Regions from separate parts of the Zea mays genome. Here region 1 is linked to region 2. Evidence: chromatin contacts called from public Hi-C data. All regions are on one chromosome and are shown on one strand. The core of a region is the stretch at or near the end of the contact, and the rest is flanking DNA. Distances in the headings are between cores, read along the strand shown.

Region 1 (3,766 bases), core at 920-3,419, 180 kb before region 2:
ATATGGCGCATGTAGATCCAGATTATTCACATGGCATGGCATATGATGTGCTGGACATACAGATGTGGCCAAGAGGGAAGGTTCTTGGCTTACGTCGGTCTTCTAAGGGGATGGATTGTGGTATCATGACATAGGTGGATTGTGTGTTATCATGGTCCAAGGCTTAATAAGATTGATAGAATACTCATGCCAACAAGGTGTAACTTCTTTTTCGAAAGTCTGTCTTGAAAGAACCTCTAGGTTAAACGTGCTTGAATCAGAGCAATTTTGGGATAGTGACCGATGGGGAAATTTTCTTGGTTGTGCATGAGTGATAATAAAGTTCAAAGAATAGACCTGTGTTGGTATGTGGGGATCGTGTATGGTCCTAGAGGGCTACCAGGAGTATGCATAGACGATTTGAGGAGTCGCTAGGGTGTTACCCATTGCCACAATATGTTTCCAAAGTTTGTTGTTCTTGTGTTATGTTTCTTAGAAAATGCCACTTATTTTTTATCTAGACATGCATTAGATATAAAATATTTGATATCTCGTATGTCTCAAATCCAATATATTATTTATGGTTTCTATAGTACACCTAATTTCTATTTTTATGTTGAAACAATAAGTTGATTGTAGCAGTATTATGTTTGGCCTTATTTAAGCCTTGCTATTATATCAAAATTCACTAAAGTTCTATTGTTTGTTGATCTGTCTTTTATCTATGATGATTTCAAATGGTTTCCATGCTTAGATACCAAAATCAAACTAAAACCACATGTTCTTTTTTGCAATGATCAAGTTCCAATTCCAAGACAGTTGTGAATCGTGACTTTGTGCTAGTGAGAATATTTAATACATATAAAATAGATCAGATGACACATTTTGTGTCTTATAACAAAAAAATATGATTGGTTGCATTACTTCAAAAAAATAAGATAGAATGATGACAGTAGACAATACCTTCGTAATTGAACATATGCCAATATATTGAGTAGTCTCATCTTCATAGTGGATATGTTCTAGGATGTGGTTCAAAGCTCTCTCTCTTAACTTTTTAAGTGGCCAATAGTTCAACACTGGCTCCACAAACATGTTCAAACATGTTGAAATAAATTTGAATATTCCTGAAGGTTTATTGCGCATATCCTCCTAATGAAAAGGCAAGAGTGAAATTAGTACATGGTTAATGTTCTTAATTCTAGGCATTATTTGGCGCTTATAAGCTTTGTTTCTGCATGAGTGCTAAAGTCCTGAATAAGTACGTAAGAGAACACATGTAATTAAACATTGAATGCATCCATACATCCTAATTACCTTATGACATTGCCATGTTAATAAAGGTAACACAAATCTACAGTTTTGATAAATAAAGGGTTTGAAGTTATCTCTAAATTTCTAAGCTCAAAACTTGATGTATAATAATTAAACAAAGGAAAATTTTAATTTAATGGGTAGCACTATGTTAGTATTTTCCTTTCACAAAAAATTAAATTCATTTTCATAAAATATGAATTTATACTCATGATAAACAAATAAATTTTGACCTCAAAATTTAAGGGATAATTGAATATTTAGAGTCACTTTTAAGAACAATTTGAGATAATGATTAGAGATGTACATATAACTTTGTCCTCTAACCCTTCCACATCTTTCTTACACTAAACAAGTCCTTCCACATCTTTTTTACACCAAACAAGTCCCCAACAGGATAAGCTAAAAAGGAGAGGCAAAAGGATGTTTGCATCGCTAAATAGTGTTGCATAAGGCATAAAAAAATCCCAATTTCCAATAGAGACCATGCATTTGGGCCACATATTATCCGACGGTGGAGCGACACAGCGAGTCAGCGATATCATCTCCAGTGGTGATGACGAGGGTGGCAAGGGGTAGCAACATGGTGGCAACGGGGCGGTGGCAGTAGCACTAGGCATAAAACCAAAGCCCAAATCCCGAAGCCTGAAATATCCGAGACCATACATGTTTAATCCGAAGCCTGGTACTCGAATAATTCCTATGGTTAACAAAATATCTGATTTTAATTTGGGCCTAATCGGGTATCACTCTATTGTATACAAACTACCCAAATGTTGGGCCTGAATTTTTTTTTACTGGCAGACCTCCACCAGCACACAGCGCCACAGCCCAGTATGCCGCAGCCCACAGGCCCACGACCAAGCCAGGTCCAGCGCTCGTCGGGCCGTCGGAGTGAGATAGCTGTGTGCTACCTTGAACATGAACCCAGAACCCTAGCCAGTATCCGCCATGAACATGAACCCCATTGCCATGAACATGAACCCAGAACCCTAGCCATGAACATGAACCCAGAACCCTAGCCAGTATCCGCCGGCCGTCGACCACCAAACCAAGTGCCATCGTTCGACTCCAGGCCGGCCTCCTCGCCTTCAATCTCCGAGCTCCTCGCCTCTGGTCTCTGGCGGCCGATGTAGGCATGTAGCGACCCTCCGGCGGTCCGGCCTCCAGTGTCTGGTCTCCTCCTCGCCTCCAGCCGTCTGACGTACTGGCCACTGGGTGCCTCCTCTGCCTCCAGTCCTAGTACGCCACCGGCCATCGCAGTGTAGACCGTGCGGTGCTGCCTCCTCTAGGCTCCAGTCCTCTCTTCCCTCACTCCTGCTCGGCTGCTTTGCTGATGCCTGGTTGTTGATGCTCCTATTATTCGTCTACTGCAGTGCTACCTTGCTATTGCTGTGTGCTGCACATGCATATATTGTTGTTGTCGTGTGTTGCCAGGCACTAGTAACCGGTAAGACCGTAGTACCGTGTGTGTCTGAACTGTGAAAGATCAGTGAAGTGTGGTGTGTGAGATGTTCAATGATGTCAGTGATGTGCGTGAGTCATGATCAGTGATGTGTGTGATTGTATATTGTTTGCTGCAAGAATGCAAGCTAACTATAGTGAAGCAAAGTAGCAGATAAGCTGGTAGTTTAAAATTGGGCAGAACGGGTTACCTGGTCCTGAACCCAAACCCCAAAAATTAGGGTAGCTGAAAATTTGGGTAATTGTGGATAGGCTAACCAAAGTAGCCCACTTTATTCAAGTGAAGACTACTTATTCGGGAGCCTGATTGGTAGAGTTGTATATGTCACGGATTGTGTATCTGCATGGCGATCCAAAGAAGATTGTCTTAGATAGAGGATCCTAGTTCACCTCCCGGTTCTAGCAGAAGATACTCGAGAGTATGGACACAAAGCTAAACTTTAGCTCAGCCTACCATCCCCAAACAGATGGTCAAACCAAAAGGACTAATCAGGTGTTGGAAGATATGTTGAGAGCTTGTGCTCTTAATCATGCTGGCAGCTGGGACAAGAGTTTACCCTATGCGGGGTTTTCCTATAATAATAGTTATCAAGCCAGTTTAAAGATGTCCTCGTTTGAGGCGTTGTACGAGAGAAATGTAGAACCCCATTGTATTGGGATCAGACTAGTGAAAGACAGTTCTTTGGGTCAGAAATCATCCAAGAAGCAGAGGACCGGGTTCGAATAATTAGGGAGAACATGAGGACAACACAGTCAAGGCAGAAAATTTATGCTGACACCCGAAGAAGATAATTGGAGTTTGAGAAAGGTGATAGCGTATACCGAAAAGTGTCACCAATCAGGGGTATGCGAAGATTTAAAGTCACAGGAAAGTTGTCCCCTCGCTTTATTTGATCCTTCAAAATCCTAAAGCGAGTTGGGAAAGTGGCCTAACAGCTAGAGCTACCCAACCACATGAAAGATGTGAATGATGTGTTTCATGTATCCAAGTTGAAGAAGTATCTCCGAG
Region 2 (3,814 bases), core at 1,062-3,561:
TTATACATGTGTATATGCATGTATAATGCTCATCCATGTTAATCATGTTAATAATACATGAAGGTGTTCTAAAATTGTTAAAATATGCATAGTAGTGTTTATTGTATTTAGAATGATAAGTTCACCTTGTAGAAATATTAAGTTTATAGTTTTGATTTCTAATGAAAATAAAAGTTGTTCATTTTTTCTTATCTTTGCACTAAAATGTATTTAATCCATAATTTAGCTTTTCAATAAAGTTTGATAATGTGTTTCACAACTCAATAACATTAGATATATAACATATATCTATTCTAAAAGGATTTAATAATGTTTAATAATGTATTTTATAATGCTTCATAAATAAATGTTTAATAAATGTGTTTTATTTTTTAGTCCATAGACTTAGTTATTCTATATAACGTTTCTAAAAATATTAAAATGGTTCATCAAACGTTCATAATTTTCAAGCTTAGGTATTGTTTTATAAAATATAAACCAAACCTTTTTCAAAAGTGCATCTTTTTGTTATAACCATTGCATGTGATGTTTTTGAAAAGCAAATGTTCTTTTCGTTATGCTCTCTTTTAGTTTGGTCTATGGTGAATGTTGTATGTTATTGAGCAGTGTTTGTTTCTTTCTGTTTGTTTGTGTGATGTTTAGAGATTGATCCATTAGTTGAGAATCAAGATCTATTTCGTGGAAGAGCCTCAAGTATTATATAAGCAAGGCAAGTGGTCTTCTCCCTGTACATTTTTTTGATCCTAATCAATACATGATAACTAAGTTTATATTTATTCTGTGCATAATTTGATGGGTTACCTATTTAGATACCCCTAACCTTTCCAACCCTATTCCTTGTTTAACCTGAGATTATGATTTAATCGAGTAGCTATGCTATTGCTACAACTTTAACTTTATGCTGGTATGCCTGCTGATGAAATTAATGTTCCAAATGGTAAGTTTATGTACTACCCAAATTATAAAATTTATAAAAGAGTTGATCTCCTTATATGATTTGCCATCTACTTCTTGAGGCATGTGGCTAAGCATAATTAAAAGAGAATAATTCTTTACTAAAACACAAAAAAAGAAAATCCATGCGTCATATTGGAGTTTTGTTTGTGCATTGAATAATAACAATAGTGACACTAAGAAAATATGATAGTGATTTGAGAATTTAGATTTACCCCAAAGGCACAATTTAGGAAATTGGAAATAATATGTAGAAGAGAAAAGAGAAAAATACTATAGAAAACAAGATAAATTTGTAAATAAATAAATGTATCCCATACTATATTCAAAACAAACATTTAATGTGAAGGCAAATTTGCCACAGAAATTTGAATTTAAATTGGAATTCAAGTTTTGAATTTGGAAGGGAAGAAAAGAAAAATGGAAAATAAAAAGAAAAGGGAAAGCACCACGTGGGCCCAAACCTGCAAGTCGGCCTAGTTGCACCGCACCAAGCCCATGTGTCGCCCGCGCGGTGGTGTCTCTGGCGCAGCGGGCCCACTCGCAAGTGACTGTCCTCGCCTCCGCGCGCGTTGTGGCTGATTCCCTGACTGTCTGGTGGGGCCCATGCGTGAGCCCTCTCTTCTCCTCCGCAACGAACGGCGCTGAGTTCGCCGTCATCGTCGGGATAGTTGGCGACCTCCTCCTTTTCCCGAATCGAGACCCTAGGAAATAAATTGGAACCCATTCTTCCCCTCTGCTACCCTCTTGCGTGGACTCGAACACCCGAAATCAGAACACCGCCGCCAGAGCCGTATCCAGGGAGGTGAAAGCACCGCCGCCACCGTCGTCCGCGTGCTACACCATAGTCGTGACCTTGGAGTACTACCTAGGAGATTCGCCTTATTGTGCTTCTTGTGCGCGATCACTTCGAGAGAGCGGAAACCAGCCGTTCCTTCCTCAATTGCTCGCCGGAGGAGGGCCGTCACCCTGTTTCCATGTCGTGCCGTGGGCAAGGGGTTCGGGCATCACGATTCACCGGTATGTCCGCCTCGCTTAAATCGCCTCCTCCTAGTCTTCGTGTAGCACCTGTCTGCGCTCGATTTTGAGTAGCCGCGCTTTAGCTAGCAGACCTCGCCGGAGTTCTCCTCGTGGCGTGGAGCGCGCCGTCGTTCCTGGTCACTCGATCGGGGAAGAGATAATCAGAGCCGTCAGTTTTGGGAGAACGACCTATACCATATTCTAGAAGCGCTTCAGGGTGGATTGCATCTGGTGCATCGATGACAGATCGGACGGATCGAGATGAATCTGGGTATTTAGAATCTGGGCAGTCGCGTCTGGATCCTACGGTTAGATTGACACTCGGTGCCTAACGTGATTCGCAGCCATCCAATTCTAATCCAATGGACGGAGTCTCCGGATACCCCTTCGGCCAGCCACCTTACTAAAGAGACCCTGGACTTATGTGTAATTAACCCGTAGTCCATCGCAGGATTGAGTTTGGGAAATTTCACGAGTTAGCCCCTAGACTTTTGATTATTATTGCGCACAACCTAGGTGTAGATGGATTAGATAATTAATTATAGTAAAAATTAATTTCAGAAACTTGTATAATTCATATTTAATTCATTATAACTCCGTTTTAATATTGTTCATTACATAGTAGCTCTTTTTAGCCATGAAATTTGAACTGAAATTATTCACTCAAATTACTTTATTCTAGGTACTAAATAGCTTCAGAAATTCATAACTGGATAACCATAACTCCGAATTTAGTGATTCTTGTTCCTACGATCTCATTACGATGCGTAGAATATTAACATGCATTTTGTTTTGTTCTTTGGTGTGATGTTAATTTCTGCTATACCATGTTTGTTTGTACTGTTGCGAGTAGACGAGCCATCTACAGAGGATCCCGGGGTTCAGCAGGTGGAGACTGCTGAGCAGGAGCTTGTTGAAGGCAAGTTGTGCCCTTGATCACTTCTTTTTACCCAATCATGTTCTTATTAATCATAATGATCTGCATAGGTTAATTTTGATGGGACCCAATAGGTTACCTTAGTTGGGGTATCTTTATACCTTGTTTACCACTGAATTTTTGGGTAGTACCTGCTATTGCTTTATATGATTTTTGGGGGTTTCTTATCAGTCCTTTTTCCTTGGAAGAGATCAAAGATGTGGTGTTTGCCCTGAAACACAACAGTGCTCCGGGTCCCGATGGTTTCCCTTCTGAATTTTATCAGGAGTTCTGGGAAGTCATCAAAGGTGATTTGTTTAATCTCTTTAAATCCTTTCATGATGGTTCTCTCAACATTGAGAGACTTAATTTTGGGATAGTCACCCTTATCCCAAAAGTCCCTGATGCGACTGATATTAAAGCCTTTCGTCCTATTTGTTTGCTTAATGTCTGTTACAAAATTATTACCAAAGTTCTGACTAATAGATTGGCTCGCTGCATTACCTCTGTGATTAGTGACCTTCAGTATGGATTTATCAAAGGGAGATATATCATGGATGGTGTCCTTTCTCTTCATGAGATTGTTCATGAAGTAAAACGGAGGAAACAAAGTGGGGTGATTTTCAAAGTTGATTCTGAAAAAGCTTACGACAAGGTTAATTGGAATTTTCTTCATAATATGATGATTAAGAAAGGCTTTGGCGATAAGTGGAGTGATTGGGTTTTGAAGACTGTGAAAGGTGGTAAAGTTGCTATCCGAACTAATGATGTGGTAGGACCCTACTTTAAAACTCATAAGGGTGTGCGCCAAGGTGATCCTTTTTCCCCACTCCTTTTTAATGTGGCTGCTGATGGTCTTGCTTGCCTGATTCAAAAAGCTAAAGATGAAGGTATTATCAAAGGTCTCATTCCACATATTATTTC

The links. A called contact is a pair of places that touch in the nucleus more often than the background predicts.
Region 1: a Hi-C map of bundle sheath shows a contact between it and region 2, with 2.5 times the contacts expected there. The contact joins two enhancer-like sites. A contact is called at or near these places in 5 of 25 Hi-C or Micro-C datasets (bundle sheath, ear, leaf and 1 more).

What each region holds. Positions count from the first base shown.
Region 1 is chr1:164,006,959-164,010,724 of Zm-B73-REFERENCE-NAM-5.0, reverse strand. LOC103640480 (achilleol B synthase) reads right to left here. Exons shown (of 18, transcript XM_008663047.3): 7 at 943-1,131. Among protein-coding and RNA genes, the nearest start is that of LOC103640480, 25 kb to the right of the region's middle. Within about 2 kb of position 2,169, at least 16 of the 20 cell types and tissues checked have an H3K27ac peak or open chromatin away from gene starts, as enhancers often do. A contact at or near this core is called in bundle sheath, ear and leaf, where this site is marked.
Region 2 is chr1:163,828,273-163,832,086 of Zm-B73-REFERENCE-NAM-5.0, reverse strand. No RefSeq gene overlaps it. Among protein-coding and RNA genes, the nearest start is that of LOC103640438, 120 kb to the right of the region's middle. Within about 2 kb of position 2,311, at least 18 of the 20 cell types and tissues checked have an H3K27ac peak or open chromatin away from gene starts, as enhancers often do. A contact at or near this core is called in bundle sheath, ear and leaf, where this site is marked.